Regions from separate parts of the Mus musculus genome. Here region 1 is linked to region 2. Evidence: chromatin contacts called from public HiChIP or PLAC-seq data. All regions are on one chromosome and are shown on one strand. Each heading gives the region's core, a stretch centred on a gene start, on an enhancer-like site or on the middle of the called end of the contact. The rest is flanking DNA. Distances are from core to core; before and after follow the strand shown. Region 1 overlaps Agfg2 (ArfGAP with FG repeats 2). Region 2 has its middle 21 kb from the start of Serpine1.

Region 1 (6,555 bases), core at 2,150-4,649, 580 kb after region 2:
GAGAGGGAAGGAGAGAGGGAGGGAGGGAAGGAGGGAGGGAGGGAGGAAGGAAGGAAGGAAGGAAGGAAGGAAGGAAGGAAGGAAGTCAGTTTTACCAAGGACCAGCAAGATGGTTCAGTGGGTATAGGAGCTTGCTGATCTAAGGACCTGAGACCCACACAATAGAAGGAGAGAAATAATGCCCACAAATTCTTGTTTGACCTCCATGTGTATTGTGGCACCCCCCCATATACTAAATAAATAAATTTAATAAATTTTAAATATCCCAACTAGAAGCTAATTTCTAATATCAGGAAAAAATATAAATGAGAATATTCTGGAAACTTCAAAGGAGAGACAAGAAGAGAGACAAACACATTGTGATCCTGTCAGTGACTTGGGAGGAGGAGGCAGAGTGGCTGGCTCCGATCCTGTCTGGTGCTCAGCGTTTGGCTGAGGGGGTGACTTCTGGGAGCCGAGACACTCAGCCACATCCCATTTCTGGCTGTTATTCTAGATCTATGGCGACACGTCCAGAGATCTCGTGGGCTTTGCCAAGCATGAAGTCTGGCAGAAAAGGGACCCTTGACGAATGCTGCTGACAGTACCGAGAGAAGGCTGTGTCGAGAAGGGTGGGTATGCGAAAGCCAGCTGCCTTGCTCCCTTAGCAGAAGAATGGAGCTGTGGGAAGAATGGACAGCCCACCCCCTTCAGGCAGTCATATCTGGAACAGAAACATCCCAGGCGTCCCTCTTCCGAGAGCTTTTAACAAAGCAGGAAGAAATTTAAAAGTTCAGCCATGAGATGGAAAGACGGGCCACAGCCATGTTCTCATGCCTGTTCCGTTAGCTCCCCGGAGAGCCAGGTCTGTCCACAGACCGCGTGTGGGGATTTCATTAGAACAGAAAGGTTTCTTACCTATCCACTTGCCCTTCTGAGGTTCTAATGGGGAAACCAGAGGCTCAGCTAGGTGAGCACTTCATGGTTTCCCCTTTCTTTTCTTTAAGCTTTATTTATTATATGTGAGTACACTGTGGCCGTCTTCAGACACACCAGAGGAGGGCATTGGATCCCATTACAGATCATTGTGAGCCACCATGTAATTGCTAGGAATTGAACTTAGGACCTCCGGAAGAGCAGCCAGAGCTCTTAACCGCTGTGCCATCTCTCCAGCCCCCTTTTCCCTTCTGAAGTTAAATGTATCTATTTAATTATTCATCGTGTGCACACTTCATGGCCCACGCACGAGTGGAAGTCAGAGGACAACCTGCAGGACTCCAGTCTCTCCTCCCACCGTAGGTCTAAGTGCCCTCACCCACTGAACCATCTCACCAGCCCCCAGGTCTTCCTTGCTTTAGACTTTAAATCTTACTCCAGTCTAGAGCATTGCCCTCATCTTAAAACAAAGGCAGCCACGCCAAAACAAAGAAATTAGACCAGGAAGTAAAAGACCACAGAGGCACGCAAGAAAGTCTCTGATATCGAGGCACCTTTGGCTTTGAAATACCAGGTAGGGCCTCAGACCATAGTTTAGTTGGTAGGATGTTTACATGAAGCCCTGGGTTCGTCTCCAGCACTGTATAAACCAGGTGTGGTGGTAGATACCTATGACCAAAGCTCTGGGGAGGTGGAGGAGGCCATCCTTGGCTATATAGCAAGTTCAAGGCCAGCCAGGAATATGAGACCCTGTCTCAAAAAATAAATGAATGAAGATATGGGGCTGGAGAGAAGGCTCAGTGGTTTAGAGTTCAACCTGGGTTGAATTCACAGCAACTACATGGTGGCTCACAACCATCTGCATTTCCAGGGGATCTGATGCCCTCTTCTGGTCTCAGATAGCACTACTCCCACATGGTCCACACAAACATACAGGCATGTATATATGTATGTATGTACATACATACATACATACCATACATGTAAAATAATAAAATAAAGATATAAGTAGGAAAATATAGTCACACTCACAGGTAGCATGCACAGCATGAAGGTATCCGTGCCAAGTTTGGAAGAATTGGCCGTGACCATGCCAGCATAAGTGATGGCAGAGCGTGGAGACAGGGCAGATGCCAAGCCACAGAGTGAACAGTGAAGGCTGGCTTCTTCTGGGTGATAAATTGCTCATTTAAGGGGCTTTAGAGAGGGCTGGGACACAGGAGGCTACAGACGAGGTCATTTTCCAGCCACTCTGCCACTAGACTTTTGAGTAAAGACTCTCCAGATGCCCTTATAAAATGACAAGCAGTATCCAAGAGGGTGACATCTAAGGAAAGATGAGAGGGAAGCAGACAGCAGAACTTGGGTCCTGTAGCAAACAATAGCTCTTAAATAGGATCTCTCCTGGAGTCTGCTGGGATCAGGTTTCCCAGGCAGTCTTTCTCTGAGCGCTTGCTCACTAATGACTTGATTTAGTTTGGTTTTTAGTCTGAGGCAGCCCGCTTCCGTCTCGGATTTTTGAGACAGGGTCCAGGTTGGCCTCGAACTTGCTTTGTGGTTGAGGATGGCCTTGATCCCCCAATCCCACTGTCTCTCCACTTCCCAAGTGTTGGAGACCACCATGTGCCTTGCTATACAGTGCTAGGGGCATCATGTACAGGGCATGAGCACTCTACCAGATGAGCTATAGCCCAGCCACTCTAGTAGCTGAGGAATGACTCTCAAAATTGACCTCTGGTCTCCACATGCATACGCGCGCGCATACACACACACACACACACACACACACACACACACAGACACACACACACACACACACACACACAGACACAGACACAGACACACACACACACACACACACACAAACACACATACACACCGGGTGGGGACTCAGGAAGCCAAGTGTATTCACTGCAATAGATGCCATCCAGTTGGACACTTGATGGATTAGGGAGAATGATTCAGGATGTTAGCAGTGGGAAAGGAAGAGAACTGGTCATGGGAACAGTGAAATTTATTATGTTTACATTAGAAAAGCAGATTCTAAACCCATCATAAGAAGGTCGCTGACATTTCCTGAAAAGGACAACCAGGAACTGTTAGCAGTTGTAAACACAGAGGCGCTTCCTTGTGAGGGGGACAGGGAGGGGAAGGAGAGGGAGGGGAAACTCAGGCAGGAATCAATCAAAAGCAGACTGCATAGAGCAGCAGACTCACCGTCTGCCCGAGTGTGGACAGGAGGGGTGTTTTAGGAGGGGCGTTTTGGGAGGGGAAGATGAAGGAAGGCTGGGAAGCAATTGGAAAACACAGGGCCTGAATGTATCTGAAGGGAACAGGATGTCTCTGCAGTACAGGACAGAGAGCACCGCTCTGACCTTGGTGTCTGGGGACTCGATTATGAATAACCACAGTCAGTCTGGGGGGCAGGGAGAACACTCCAGAAGGAGGCTGCAGCCCAGGGAAGAGGGCCTATGAGTCAGACGATGTCTCTCTGAATCATACGGAGGCTACTGCTGGCTAGGAACACAGATGTAGAAACCCTTTCCTGCCAGCAGTGGCCTAGGTGTTTTGCATTTAGTTGGGTCCAGTCCAGGGTCATGTGAGTTTCAGGGTCATGTGATGGGCCAGATGTGACTCACTGGCCTGGAATGAAACAGACCCAACCCTCTGGCTAGCATCCAGTGTCCCCAACAAAACTCAGGTCTTTCCCCACAACACCCCCAAATGAGAAGGAGCTACTACTCTTGTGTGATGGCACACCCATGCCAGACAAACTCAGAATTAAATTTACTTGCCCAGCCTGAATAGGGCAATCATTTTAAATTAACTTAAATTAGTTTATTTGCGTGTGTGTGTGTGTGTGTGTGTGTGTGTGTGTGTGTGTACATGCAAGCCTGTGGGGAGGCTGGGGAAAGACATTAGAGTCCGGGTCTATCACTTGATGCCTTATTCCCAAGGCTGAACTTGGAGCGAGGCTGGCAGCCAGAAAAATCCCAGCAATCCCCCTGCCTCCATCTCCCACACTGCTACTGTTACATGTACATGCCTAGCTTTTCACATGGGTGTTGGGGATCCGAGCTCAGAGCTCTTACCCACTGAGCATCTCTGAATCCCCCGGAGGAAGCAATAGAAAGCAAACTGACTACTATGGCTTGAGCTTTAAGTCAGTGTTATTACCTACATTCACTCCTTTCCCTTCCTACTTCTTTCTGAAGTATGGTAGCCTAGGCTAGACCTTGAGCTTGCTCTATTGCAGAGGACGATGCTGGAATCTTCTGCCTCCACCTCCCCAATGCTGGGTTATACTGGTGTACCCTTGGTAGCCCATACCCAATTTATGACCTCATGACCAACCTCTGGGCTTCCTGCATGCTAGCAAGCATCCTACCAACCCAGCTTCATCCCCAGCCCCTCCTCTCCCTCTCGGTCTCTTTTGAAAACCAGGCTCCTAATAGCATCCAAAAGACTCTGCTCTGCAAAGGCAACTTCTTGCGTGTACAGACAACCAGTCTCCCAGGCCTCTTGCTGTCCCTCTCCCCTCCCCTTTGATTTTATTAAACACTAAACACACAAGTATCTCCACCCTACCACACCTTGCCACTGTCAAGCTGGCCTATATTTTTGCTTCTATCTCGATCCATGGAAGCATCAAACCCGCTGAGAGGCTGAGATAAGAAGGTTCTGTCAGGTCAACAGTGGAAAAAAACCAGTTCCACCCAGCAGCTAACTCCTCACATCAGTGCCAATTTCAAACTCGGGAAGTCCTTTCCTCTGAACGCCTGTGTTCGGATTCATACAACCTGGATTTGGGTCTCTTTCCTGCTAGAAGCTCCACTCTGCTCCTTGTAATCAAAGGATAGCCAAACCCGTTCAGTTCTTTTCTAACAAACAAATAAATAAGCCTTTTTCATCAATCTAGGTAGCGTGTGCCCTAGCACACGTGTGGAGGTCAGAGGGCAGCAGGTAGGAGTCCCTTCTCTCTCCCCACAAGTGTCCTGAGACTTGAACTCAGGTGGACAGGCTCAGGAGCAGGCTCCATCAGCCACTGAGTTCATTTCTTTGACTAATAACAAGAAGTCCCTGCTAGGGGTCTCAACAGTCCCGACCCTGCTCAACGACCAATTTCACTAATTTCAAAAATTGACATAAATTCTTCTTCAATCCACTTCACTCCTTGTTCAACTGTGAAGATAAACAACACTCCCATTGTGCAGAGCTGGGCACGCATCTGACAGCCCTGCTGGCTCCTCTCCCTCAAGCCTTTTGCACATTTCCCCTCCTTGTTTCTGTTTGTCACCTGTTTCTTTTTCCCACCTCCTAAGTGCCAGGATCACAGGGGTGTGCCACCATCCCCAGCTCCTTTTTCTTTGTTCTGTTTTTAAAACTATCTATCTATCCATCCATCCATCCATCCATCCATCCATCCATTCATCCATCTATTATTTATTTATTTATTTGATAACAAGCACCTTTGTGCACTGGCCCACCTCACAGGCTCCCTTATTATCTATGTATTCCTGGTGTGTGGGGAGGGACACATGTGCCCCAGAGTGCTTGTGGAGGTCCAGAGGACAACTTTAGGGAGTCTCCTTCCTCCTTAGAGAGACTAGGGATTAAACTCAGGTTCTCAGGCTTGGTGGTAGGACTCCATGAGCCAGCTTACTAGCCTTTCATTTGCTTTCTTGAGATTGGAGCTAGGTAGCCCAAGCTAGCGTTCAGCTTGCAAGTCATTCCTGTGAGGGTTTCAGACCTAGGCCACCATGCCTGGCTTCCTTTTACCTTCTTCTGCATCCCGTATTTATTTATTTCATTTTTTTATTTTACGTATGTGAGTACACTGTAGCTATCTTCAGATGCACCAGAAGAAGGCATCGGATCCCATTACAGATGGTTGTGAGCCACCAAGTGGTTGCTGGGAATTAAACTTGGGACCCCTGGAAGAGCAGTCATTGCTTTTAATCACTAAGCCATCTCTCCAGTTGTTCATGGACCTCTAATATAACAAATAAGTAAATCGGGGGTAAAGTGATTGATTAATTAGCACGAGGACCTGAGTTTGATGTCCAGAACAAAAGCCAGGCCACCAAGCATGATGGCACACACGCCTTTCATCCCAGTGCTCAGGAGGCGGAGGCAGGCAGATCTCTTGAGTTGGAGGCCAGCCTAGTCTACCAGAGTGAGTTCCAGAACAGCCAGGGCTATGCAGAGAGACAGTGTCTCAAAACAAAACAAAACAGCCACCAGCTGGAGAATGCCTGAGGAACAACATCAGCACACAGACGCACCCCCACGCACACCCATACACATAAGGCTAAATCAATAAGTCAATGAAACTGTGCCATTTACCTCTGCCCAGTAAAGGTGCCCATGAGAGATGAGGGAGGAGAGGAGGGAACACAGAGAAATAAACAGGGCAAGGTACAAATGCAGTTTCCACTTCAAACAGATGGAAAAGTACTGAATCAGCGGACGGACAGACAGCCGGTTACACCTTCCTTCAGTCTGCCAAGAGACGGATCTTCATCAAGAACCACTTCTGGCAGGCCGGGTAGGGAAACTGAGGCACGTGTAATTCAGGGGCTGGTTTCAAAGGAACACATCTCTGTAGACACCTCCCTGGAGGACTGCCCGAGTGAAGTC
Region 2 (6,433 bases), core at 175-2,674:
GCAGAGGCTGAAGACAGAGGCCTCTGTCACACTGGTAGCTCCAGGGCTGGATTCAGTATAGACCTCAGGGACCGGAAAGAATTCAGTCAATTTCCTAGGAAGGTCATAGCTGGAGACGCACTGAGAGAGGTATGGCTGGACTAAAATAGGTCATTAAAATGATTTCATCTGGAAAGTGTTCCTTTGTCCTGGGTGGGACCCAGAGAGACTCTGAGTCTATGGAGGGAAAGAATAAACATTTAGATGTTTTGGTCTTATGTTTTAAAACTGTTAATCTTTTTCTTTTTAACATTTATTTGTTTATGTTTGTGTTCGGCACATGTGTGTACAAAAGTGTAAGCTCAGAAGGCTGATACTGGGTGTTTCCTTTATCATTCAACACCTTACTTGGTATATTTAAATGGTTTTAAAAATCACATTTTATGAACTGGGGAATGGTGGCACACACTTTTAATCCCAGCACTGGGAAGGCAGAGGCAGGCAGATCTCTGTGAATTCAAGGCTAGCCTGGTCTACAGAGTGAGTTCCAGGACAGGCAAGGCTACACAGAGAAACCCTGTCTTGAAAAAGAAAAAAAAAACTTTACATTTTATTCAGTGTGTGTGTGTGTGTGTGTGTGTGTGTGTGCGCGTGAGTGCATGTGTGTCCACGTGTATGTGTTAAGGCTGGAGGCTGATACCAGGAGTCATCATTTCTCAATCTTCAGTTTATATTTTGAGGCACGGTCTCTTACTTGAGCTCTGAGCTTGCAGATGCCACTAATCTAGCTAGCCAGTTCACTGCAGAGATTAGACATCCTCGTCTCCAGAACTCTGGGATTACAGCCAAGCCCCCACAAGCACTTGGCACTTGAGGATGGGGCTGGGGAGCCGGCCTCTAGCCCTCAGGTTTGTGTGACAAACGTTTCTCTGCCTGGTGCCTCTCCACAATCATCTTCGACACAGGATCTCTGAGCTCTCCCTGAACCTGGCGCTCCCTGACTTAGCTCTGCCGGCTAAGAAGCCCCAGAAACCTCTTGTCTCAGAGCTGGCGTGCTGGGCTTGTATATACTTCTGTGCATGGCTTTTATGTCGGTGCTGGGATTTGAACTCAGGCCCTCATGCATGTTATCCCTGTTCACCCTACTCCTTATGCCTGCTGGCTCCCAAACAAGCATTTAAAAACAGAAGCGTCTAGAGAAGTCTATGACAGTTATGTCTTCCAAGAGGGAACTCAGCAAGGGGATATTGAGATTGGGTTAGGCAAGAAAGACTCCACAGACTTGACCTCTGTGTAGGAAGAATATGGAGCATGGAGGGTAGAGATGGAGGAGGGGGGCTTGAACATGGGAGAGCCCTGATGGAGGCTGGCACACAGGGGAGCCTGGCAGAGCCTCTCTGGTCCCTGCCTGTCACTCGCCTGCCCCAACCTGCTGTATGAGTCAGCGCCAGTTCCAGGTGCTTCCTCCTGCTCTTCCAGGACAGCCGATGAGGGCCCTGTTATTCACAGCCTAAACCTCGACTCCCAGGGTGCAGCCTGGCCTGCCAGCTCACTGTGCCCTTGTATCTGGCCCCAGATCCAGACAGCCCCGGGTGTGCCCAGGTCAGCTGCAGCTCAGCTCCTGCAGGCAGAACCCTCAGCCTGCAACAGCTAATGTCCTGAAAGGAACTGGCTGTCTCAGGAAGTGCGAGGCCCAGCTCCTTCAGAGGGATCCCCAGTGGACTGGAGAAACCAGCCGAAGCAGGCTTCGGGGTTCAGAAAACATGGGCTTTTCCTTCTCAGTCTGAACCCTGCTGTAAAAAAAATGTTTAAGATTTATTCATTATTAAGTGTATGTGCCGTGTACAAAATGATACATTTCAAGGCAGGGTCTCCCTTGTGTTGAAGAATGGCCTTGAACTCACAATCCTCCTGCCTCAGCTTCCCAAGTGCAGATACCACATGTATTTGTTTATTGCTGTTGTTTTAAATTTTAATTTAATTTAATTTTTAGGTGTGTAGATGTTCTATGTGTGTGCCATGCCTACAGAAGAGGACACCGGATCCCCTGGGCCTACAGTTACAGGCAGTTGTAAGCTTCCACGTGGATGTTGCGACTCAAATGCAGGTCCCCTGGAAGAGCAGCCAAGCCCTTGATCTCTGAGATACCCCTCCTGTTCCTGGTGTTGTTGCTTTTGAGATAGAGCCTTAGAATTCAGAACGGCCTTTAGTTCATTACGCCTCAGAGGATGGCCTTGACCTCATCCCTCCCAGCGCTGAGGTCTCAGACTTACACCAACACATCCAGTTTATGCAGGATGGGGGATGCAGTCCAGGGGTTCAGGCATGCTAGGCGAACACTCCACCCGCTAAGCACAGTCCCAGCTGTGCCCCTGACTTAGTGGAACACATGCACAGTCCCAGCTGTGCCCCTGACTTAGTGGAACACGTGCATGTGTGCGTGCATGTGAGTGTGCATGCGTGTGTGTGTGTGTGTGTGTGTGTGTGTGTGTGTGTGTGTGTGTGTGTGACTTCTTCACATATGTGTATCATGTGCTTTGGTCAGTCATGCTCTATTACTCTCTTGTTCCCCCCACACTGAACCCCCTTTTTTCTCAAGCAGCTCTGCTTCTATTGTCTGATTTTAAAGGTATCTGAATTCCACATCTGTGAGAAATCACAGAACTTCTGTCTTCTCGAGTCTGGCTTACTTCACTTCGTGACCTCCAGTCCCACCCATATTTCTGAAAATGATATAATTTTGCTGTATTGCTTGCCTTTTCTATAATTTATTTATTTGTATTTTATGTGCATTGGTGTTTTGCCTGCATGGCTGTGAGAGGGTATCAGATCCCTTGGAACTGGAGTTACATGTGTGACAGTTGTGAGCTGCCACTCAGGGACTGAGAATTGAACCTGGGTTCATCTGGAAGAGCAGCCAGTGCTCTTAACCACTGAGCCACCTCTCTTGCCCCTATTGTTTATCTTTTTAAGACACGGTCTTGCTATGTAGCACAGTCTGGCCTTGAACTCATGATCCTCCTGCCTTGTCTCCCAAAAGCTGGGATGACAGGACTGTATCATTCCACCCAACTTAGTTTTCTTTCTTAGATACCTTTTTAATGTATAGCTATTGTATGTATTGTGGGGGAGCATGCCTGCGGAGGTCAGAGTATAACTTTTGGGAATTGGTTCTTTCCTTTCACCGTGTCTGTCCCAGGGATTGAACTTGGGTCATAAGGCTTGGCAGCAAGCACCTTTACTCACTGGACCATTTCCCTGGCCCTCTTTATGTCTTTATAAAACTCCACTGTGAAGATGGAAGGGGTCCCATTGTAGACTAGCACACACAGACACCACTGTGTAGATGTAAGGAGTCCCACTGTAGACTAGCACACGCAGCCACCACTGTGTAGATGGAAGGGTCCCACTGTAGACTAGCACACACAGACACTACCCTGCTTCTCTTATCTCCAAACTTAAATTACTGGAGCTGATCTCAAAGGACTTTAGTTCCCAGCTGTTATTTCGTCAGGAAATGGCGTGCCAACATTTGTTTTGCTCTTGTCTGGTGTTAGAAGTGGCTCACAGACTCAGGGAAATGAGTGTGGAGATGGGCAGCAGGGCTTGAGAGGGCGCGGATGGGATGGAAGGTTCTGGAAACTCCCAGTTACTCTTTCTGAGAATCCCAGGGGGCTTGCAGGTGAGAGGTCATGTTGTGTCTGGAACGGCTGACTGCTTTTCCGGACTGATTCAGGGGCCTCGCAGCAGGTGGAAGGCGGTAGGGTTTGGCTGGACAAAGCTTTCCTATCCTGGAGAGACAGTTAGGCCCAGTATCTGTTCTGTGCAGACAGGACTGTGTGTGCGGTGTGTGTGTGTGTGTGTGTGTGTGTGATGATCAGCTACTGGTGCTATGGTTTTTTGTTTTGTTTTGTTTTTGTTTTTATGAGACAGGATCTGACTCCATACCCCAGGCTGGGCCTATAGCTCATGATCTCTTGCCTCAGCCTCCTGAGTGCTGAGACTACAACTGTAGATGTGTGCCGTGTTAATTACAGAGTATCCCTTAAATGTGATGAGTTTCTTTTAAAATAAATAATATTGTGGTGGTGATGCAATACTGGCGATTAAACATAAGGCCTCCTGAATGCTACAAAAGCACCCAGATCATTGTATGTATGAGCGTGGACATGTGTGTGCCTTGCATGCATGTGGAGACCAGAGAGCAACTTCAGGGAGTCAGTTCTCTCCTTCCACTGTGGGTCCCAAGAATGGAACTCAGGTCACCAGGTTTGCAGGGCAAGTACTTTAAAATCTGCTAAGCTCTCTTGCCAGCTCCCTGGATTGACATTCTTATTATCATTTACATGTCTCTGAAATCTCATGATATGTCTAACCGTGTTCATTTTCCAACTGTAGCACAGATTTTTCAGAGATGGTGGTGGACACCTTTAAATCCCAGCACTTGGAGGCAGAGGCAGGTGGATCTGAGTTCGAGGTCAGTCTGGTCTACAGAGTGAGTTCTTGTACAGCCAGAGCTACACAGGGAAACCCTGTCTCAAAAAAACCAAACAAACTAAAAACAAAAACAGAAGAAGAGGGGAAGAAGAGGAGGAGGTGGAAAAAGGCGGACGGGGAAAAGGAGGAGGAGGAGAGGAGGAGAGGAAGAGGGAGAGGGAACGTAAGGGGTAGGGAGATGAAGAAGAAGAAGGAGAAGGAGAAGGAGAAGGAGAAGAAGAAAGAAGAAGAAGAAGAAGAAGAAGAAGAAGAAGAAGAAGAAGAAGAAGAAGAAGAAGAAGAAGAAGAAGAAGAAGAAGAAGAAAAGAAAGTTGTTGTTGAAGTTGTTCAGAACTCAACCATTCCATGCTCCATACAGAGGTCACACCACCATGAATAGTGAGGTGAGTAGTGAGCTGGAATTCAGACCAGCTCTGCACTCCATGCCATCCCTCCAAGGAGAAGAGGGCAATATTAATTAACACATCACATCACTGACAAAACGCCAGGCCAGAGCAACTTAGGGGAATGAAAGTTTCATAGACCCACAGCTGCAGAGAGATCTCTGTCCATCATGGTAGGGGAGGCGGGGCAGCAGGAGCCCGAGGCCAGCCAATCACATCTCGTCTGACTACAGGAAGCAGAGAACGAAGGGACAGGAAGTGGGCCTGGGTTATAAAACCACAAACCCCACCCCGAGTGACATACTTCCTCCAGCTAGGTTCCATCTCCTGAAGGTTCCGTAACCGTCCCAAACAGTGCCAGCACCTGAGGACTTAGTGTTTAAACACGTGATCCCACGGGGGACAGTTTCTCAGTCAAAACACCCCTAAGACATACCTTCTATGTTGGGACAGAGGGATGCCGGTGGATGGCGTGGTAGTTGCAATAATCACGCCCACAGGATCTAGAATGTCCTAGAAGGCAGTCCTCTGAACATGCCTGTGAGGGATGGTCTGGGTGAGACTGAGGTGGGAAGACCCCTCCTTAACTGTGTGTGGTGCCATTTCATAGGGTAGGGGCCAAGCTCCCTGACTCAACAGACTAGACCTTAGAAGTATGAGCCAAAATTAATCGCTTCCTCTTAGAGGTTATTTTAGCCAGGTGTGCATTGTATTTTTTGTACTACATTTTATTTATTTTTGTGTGAGTGTGTGTACTTGAAGTATGTGTGTATGTGTGTGTGTATACTCGCATATGTGTGCCCATTTGTGCCCTGACTCATATATGGAGGTCAGAGGACCACTTTCTACCATGTGACTACCAGGGATCGAACTCAGGTCATCAGGCTTGGTGGCAAGCACCTTTGCCTGCTCAGCCCTCTTGCTGGCCCTTGGTCAGGTATTTTGTTGTGGCAACAGGATAACTAACTTCTACAAGTAGGCAAGACAGGAAGACACTTCTGGAGGGGCCTGGCTCTTCTGTATCCATACCCAGTATTCAGCCTTAGTAGCTAGACTTGGCAGCTGTGGTCCTCGGCTAAGGATTAAATGGTAGGAAATGAGCTTTAGAGGGGGAAATTCCAGTCTTGATTATTTAAAGAGGCAAAATCTGGCATGGTGCCTGGGAGCACCCTGACAGTCCAAGTTTCATTTCTGTTGCTGTGATAAAATATACAGAAAAAAAGACAAACTAAGGACAGAGAACTTTAAAAATCTGGTGATATCACACAGTTGTAGGCCTGGATCTTCCTCCCAGCCCCATGCTCTCAGAAATAAGATTCAGACTCAAAATATCTTTACAAATACCTTGGCCGTATAGCTAGGCTCCACTTTGACTACATCAAAACTTAGATAACCCAATTATTTTAACCTACGTTTTGCCACATGCATGGTTCCTTGTGCTCGGGTACTTGGCATCCATCTGGTCACATCTTCCCAGTGGAGATCTTCCACCTGGCTTTATCCCAGAATTCTTTCTCCTTCTGGATGTCCCACCTTCTATTTCCTGCCTAAGCTATCAGCCATAGGCTTTTAAA

The links. HiChIP or PLAC-seq counts read pairs in DNA pulled down with a chosen protein or histone mark.
Region 1: a contact with region 2 is called in a FOXA1 HiChIP or PLAC-seq map of pancreatic cancer cells. The contact joins two enhancer-like sites.

Annotation. Positions count from the first base shown.
Region 1 is chr5:137,668,647-137,675,201 of GRCm38.p6, forward strand. All of the region lies in intron 1 of Agfg2 (ArfGAP with FG repeats 2), which reads right to left. Among named protein-coding and RNA genes, the nearest start is that of Agfg2, 13 kb to the right of the region's middle. Within about 2 kb of position 3,400, at least 213 of the 459 cell types and tissues checked have an H3K27ac peak or open chromatin away from gene starts, as enhancers often do. A contact at or near this core is called in pancreatic cancer cells, where this site is marked.
Region 2 is chr5:137,090,262-137,096,694 of GRCm38.p6, forward strand. No RefSeq gene overlaps it. Among named protein-coding and RNA genes, the nearest start is that of Serpine1, 21 kb to the left of the region's middle. Within about 2 kb of position 1,425, at least 28 of the 459 cell types and tissues checked have an H3K27ac peak or open chromatin away from gene starts, as enhancers often do. A contact at or near this core is called in pancreatic cancer cells, where this site is marked.